2 separate regions of the Mus musculus genome follow, and region 1 is linked to region 2. Evidence: chromatin contacts called from public HiChIP or PLAC-seq data. All regions are on one chromosome and are shown on one strand. Each heading gives the region's core, a stretch centred on a gene start, on an enhancer-like site or on the middle of the called end of the contact. The rest is flanking DNA. Distances are from core to core; before and after follow the strand shown. Region 1 has its middle 120 kb from the start of Mir7021. Region 2 has its middle 3.4 kb from the start of Gm46875.

What was found. HiChIP or PLAC-seq counts read pairs in DNA pulled down with a chosen protein or histone mark.
Region 1: a contact with region 2 is called in an H3K27ac HiChIP or PLAC-seq map of VIP interneurons, with 7 times the contacts expected there. The contact joins two enhancer-like sites. A contact is called at or near these places in 2 of 115 datasets of contacts at active chromatin or transcription factors (VIP interneurons and embryonic basal ganglia) and 1 of 9 other capture datasets (embryonic tail).

What each region holds. Positions count from the first base shown.
Region 1 is chr4:143,019,583-143,022,282 of GRCm38.p6, reverse strand. No RefSeq gene overlaps it. Among named protein-coding and RNA genes, the nearest start is that of Mir7021, 120 kb to the left of the region's middle. Within about 2 kb of position 1,437, at least 12 of the 459 cell types and tissues checked have an H3K27ac peak or open chromatin away from gene starts, as enhancers often do. A contact at or near this core is called in VIP interneurons, where this site is marked.
Region 2 is chr4:142,299,870-142,302,569 of GRCm38.p6, reverse strand. No RefSeq gene overlaps it. Among named protein-coding and RNA genes, the nearest start is that of Gm46875, 3.4 kb to the left of the region's middle. Within about 2 kb of position 1,374, at least 10 of the 459 cell types and tissues checked have an H3K27ac peak or open chromatin away from gene starts, as enhancers often do. A contact at or near this core is called in VIP interneurons, where this site is marked.

The DNA.
Region 1 (2,700 bases), core at 188-2,687, 720 kb before region 2:
TAAGCATGTTGAAGGTGGACAGGGCTAAGTGACAATGTTTGGTGGACAGCCAATACATTTTTTGACTTAAAATAATTTCAGCTCAGTGGGATTATGGAGCCGTCATCTGTGGAAAGTGAAGCAGTGTAGACTGGGGTGTGTGTGTGTGTGAGGGGCTGAGCAGAGGGACCCACAGGTAGGAGGATCTTGAAGAAGAGATAGTGGTTCTGGCCTCAGGAAGTCACAAAGTCACCCCTGGACAGTGTGGGACATGAACCCTCTTCTGGGGCTGACTGAAGCTAGACAGAAGGGAAGTATGAATCTCCGTGCTCCCAACATGTTTGGTGCTCATCAGCTGGAGGTGGGTGGTTTTCACTATGATGGTCAGCTTAATGGTTGCTGCTTCAGAAGGACTGGCATGCTGAGCCTCCTTCAGGGGTATCGGTGGGGCCCTCACTATCTTGCACCATGAAGATGCAACTGTGCATTGCTCTGGCCATGCTCCCTGAAGGCATCTTCCTCCCGGCACCATGATCTGCATAATTCTGGTGCTCAGTGGCATAGTGGAGGACTAGCAATGTGGGACGCACCCCGTGTAACCTCTAGAACAGGAGCTAGGCCTTTGTCACCCCACCCGCAGGCCAAGCACAGCACCACATTGTCTGGAGCTCTAGGACTGGAATTACATGCTTTTCCATGTGTCTTTTAAATTAGCTGTGTCCACTCTGCATTGTCTGGGGTCTTAGGAACTGCACAGTACTCTTCATTCCTGAGCTTTTCCAACCTCACTCTGTCTTTCCTGATTAACGTGGTTATTGAGCTTGGAGTCCAGGAGGGGGCGGTAGAGGACAGTAGAAAGAACGCCCCGAGTTAGCTGAGCAGCCACATCTGTGCTGCCCTTGCTGCTATCAATGGGGTCCTTTGGTGCAGCTGTGCTTAACCCTCTGAGGCAGTGCCAGCTTTCCCTGTACCCCACTTCTCTTCCCTCCCTTTCCACTCTGGTCTGGCCCCTTTCCTCTCTGGTTCCTCTCTTCCTTCACTCCTGTCTCTCGCCTTTTTCTGCCTCAGGGACCCCCGTCTCTCTCCTTGCTCCCTTTCTCTAATGGTACCTGAGTTGCTCTTGAAGGATGCCTGGGGACCAGGAAGGAAAGGTGACAGGAGTGAAAAACAGGAGACAGGAATGTGAGGGACCGGGGCGGATCTCACAGCTCCTTCTCTGGGCTTCCCCTGACCTGATTCTATCTGCCTTCCATGCTCTCAGCAACAACAGTGGCTTTCCATACCTGCTCTGCAGGAGGAGTACTGCAGGACTGACCGTGTGGGAAGCCAAGTTCACTGACCTGGCCTAAGAGTATGGACCACTGAGGTGGAAACTGGTGGTATACAAGCTGGTGTGGCCTCGCCATGGCAACACAGGCCAGCAATGAAACCAGAATCTGTAGCCAGGATGGGCCACTGCCAACCTCAGATGTTCCCCACAGCAGCCTGTCTCCACATGCGGGCCATCTGACACTTAGCACGTGGCTCATCTGATGTGCTTGCTGTGGGTGTTAGAGCCACATACTGGGTTTTTAAGGAATTGGAATGAAAAAGTAAATATAAAAGTATGACACTAATGTTGTTTTATATTAGTAATGTGCTAACATGATTAGTTTCAGTTATATGGCATCAATAATGGCTATTAAAGTTAATTGCACCTTTCCGTGTTTTAAGAAATACAAGAAAATATAAAGTCCCAGATGTAGCTTACATTGTAGTTTTAACGGTCAGTGCTGGTCTGGAATTTATGGCCCACCACCTTATTCTTTATCGTCTTCCCTTTCAATTGCAAAGAGACAGGTTCTCCATATGTTATCCAGTCTGGTGTCACACTCCTGGGCTCAAGAGAGATCTTCATGCCTAAGTCTCCTGAGAAGTTGAGACGACTGACATATACCATGATGCTTTGCTTTCAAAATTTATTTTAAACCACCCTGATCTATACTGTGTGTATTTAGATGTCTTGCTGTGGCCACATGACCAGGTGCCCATTCTTGCCACCCTGCAGGGAAGGAAGAGTCTCTTTTAGAATTTTCTCCTGGGGAGTTGTAAGCAATGCCTACCCCGTCTCATAAGATCCCAAGAACGAACCAAACTGTTGCTTTGCCAAAATGCATCCTGGGAGTCAATGAATTTATTAGGGTCATTGGTAAAGCATTGGTTACAGGCAGGAGGGTCAATGACCATAAAGTAGCCTCAGAGGAAGGCTTGTGGCTAGTGTGGATGGGAGCTCCCTTGTCAAGACTGCAAGATGGAGCACCCTCCTGTTAGCTTTTCCTAGTCTCTGTGCCTAGCCCTTCCAGCAGGACCCCTCTCCACTTCCAATGACTCTCCCCACCCACTCCTTTTGTGAGGGACTGCCATTCACCAACAAGCCTAATGGTGATAGACTCTTGAACGTGGGCACAGTTGATCTGGTAAAGATGGCACCTGCCGTGCTCCAGGACCAGGTCCTTCAGAATTGGAAAGACTATGCTGAGGAACTTCCAGGCTTCAGAAGATCCTCCTCCAACCCAGAGGGGTCTTGGGACAATAAAGGGAACCACCCTTGGGAACCACAAGCATTAAGCAATGTAGCCATGGAGACTGTGTGGCCTGAAGGCAAATGAAGGGGCCTTGGAACATCACAGTGTCACAGTCAATTCACTTCTGAGCCTCCCTCTCCCCACCTGGAAAACTGAA
Region 2 (2,700 bases), core at 125-2,624:
AGAAAACACTTCCGCATTCCTTATCTGGCCTCTGCAGAGTGGGCTTTCTTTCACATAGATGCAGAAACTGAAGCTGTGTAGAAGAGAGACTCAGACACATCTCCACTGAGTCTGTCCATGGACTCCTCCTCTGACAACCACAGGACGAGTGTCTCAGGTCGCCCAGCAGATCCCTGTAGGTTGGGGGGTTTCCTCTGTGACATCCCACCACATCTCAAGAAGTGTCCCTTTCAAAAGCATGAGGCTTGGGGAGCCAGTGTGGCAGAAGGCATTGCTCCCAGCACTTCCGGACTCCCTAGGATCCAGCCAACGTTCCCAGGTAGGAGCTTTGCAGAAATAGTAACTCCACAGTGGCTCTGGGCACAGAGCTTAGCTGCAGAGCCATGAGACACGTGGGTGAGATTATTCTGAGAGCGCAGACCTGGAGCACCGAGCCAGGGGCAGCAGGCAGCAGGCAGCAGGACCAGGGCTGCTGTTTTTAATAGAGCCCTTCCACAGCAGTCTAGATAGCAGCCCTGGAGAATGCAGCAGGACTGTTAGCCTGTTTCCAACCCACTGCACTCATTATGACTTTAAGAATAGAATATGTCCTTTCCATAGTGCCTTCCTTTAATATCTGTCTCCCCGAGACACTGGAGTTATTTTTATCTATTGCATGTTGCCCTGGGTGGAATTAGCCTTCCCCAGCCCTACACAAGGAGAAAGAGTTGTTGGATAATTTGCACCTTGCATGAAGCTTTAGTGGCTGTGCAACCCCTCCCCCAACACGCAGCCAAATCCCCCTCTGAAGCCCATGCTCAACGCATTCAGACCTGTATGGCGTGCTGCGGGTTGTCTGTCCTAGCGCCAGCCTAGAAATGGACCAGTCACAATCCTGCACACAGAGCAGGAAACCAGCTGGTTCTGTCTGCGAGGTGTTTTTCTTGAGCCTGAGTTTGATCCCCAGCACCCACAGGAAAGCCTGGTGTGGTGACTCCTGTTTACACGCTCAGTGCTAGGATATGGTGTTTGGCCACTGGCTTCTTTCCCTTCACCTTACCACGCCATGCCAAGCGCCAGCGCTTCCCATGGATGGAGCGCTATCTCTTTGTGCAGATGTTGCCTGAGATGTTTATCCATTTGTTCGTCAAAGGGTATCTGGGCCATTCCCACCTGTCCTGTGAGTGCCACTCTAAACATGACATGCATGTTTCCAATTCAATTCCACTGTTTCCTGATAAGTGCGTTTCCATGGAAACAACTAAGTATCGACAACAATAGCCAGAGTTGGAGGACAACGTGGTTTCTAAAAAAGGATGGGTATGTGGAGAAAGATCGGGAGATGTTAACCATTCGTTGCTCTCCTCTCTCCTGCCACAAAATGTCTTACTGCAGAGGGGCCTGTGAGATGACTCAGTGAATATAGGTACGGACTGGGAAGTTATCCTCTGAGCTCCCCACATGCACTATGCCATGAATACACACTCTCTTACGTGCATGTACACAGACCCTGTTAAGTCTTATAAATACTTTAAAGCATCTAAAAGAGCATGGGACTTACTTGAGCCTATGACTGGGTTATATACTCCATCGTGGCTGGGAAGATGTGGGACAGGAAGGTGAGGAAGCTGTTCGCAGCCACAGTCAGGAAGCAGAGAGAAAGAGGGCTGTTGGTGGCTCTGCTAACATTCCTGTTTCTATGCACTGTAGGAGCCCAGCCGTGGGATGGTACTGACAACGCTGAAGATGGGTCTTCCCCTATGGGTTGACCTATGGGTTCTGCGCCATTGAAATGATCCAATTTAAGCCAGATTAGAATATATTAAAGGCAGGTTTATTGGTTTGCTACTCTCAGGGTGAGTTTACCGGGCCCAAGGACAGAGGCCAGGGAAGTCACCATGGGGAGAGTGGGAAGGCAGAAGAGAAAGAGAAAAAGAGTGCAGGCACAGAGAGAGAAGAGGAGAAGAAGGAAGAGAGGGAGAGCCCAAAATGTCTGTATTATGTAGGGCAGAACCTCTGCAGGAAGGACAGCCCAGCCCTTGGGCTGGAAAGTTCAGGGTTGGGGGCAGGCTATGCCAGATAGGAACTGAGAGATGCTGGGTGAACCTGGAGGCCAGGCTTGTTTTGTTATGTAAAATGCGCACCTCAGTCCCTTGTCCAGATAATCTTTAAAAGATGCTGAGATTGGTTCCCAAGATGATTCCAGACCCTGTGGTACTGACCATCAGTATTGACCATCACAAGACCCAAGTTCCTATTCTCATTCTGCCCCTGGGACTCACTGTGGAAAGCAGGGCCAAGAGGCATGCATGCCCCTGTGTCATGGTGGCTTAGAGGGAGAGCGAGGGTGGGATGCAGTCTCTGTGAACAGCACTTCAGGAACGATTTGTTTGGGCTCACAGTTTGGGACAGGGATGGCACAGTGGCTGAGCGCTGAGAGGCAGCCAATCACACTGCAGCTGCAGTTGGGAACAGAAAAGAGATGAACCCCGTACTCTTTCAGTCTCCTTTCTGTGCAGTCAAGACCCCAGGGTCCTGGGATGGAGATGAAGGCTACCACTGGAGAGACACCTCAGCCAGTGCTTGTCGTGTCAGCATGAGGACCTAAGCTTGGATCCCAGCACCCACATACAGTTCCAGGTCTTCAGGAATAGTGGAGGGGCACACGAGGGCCTGCCTCTACCTAAGTAGCTATTGGTAGTTAATGGCTGCTGGAGGAGG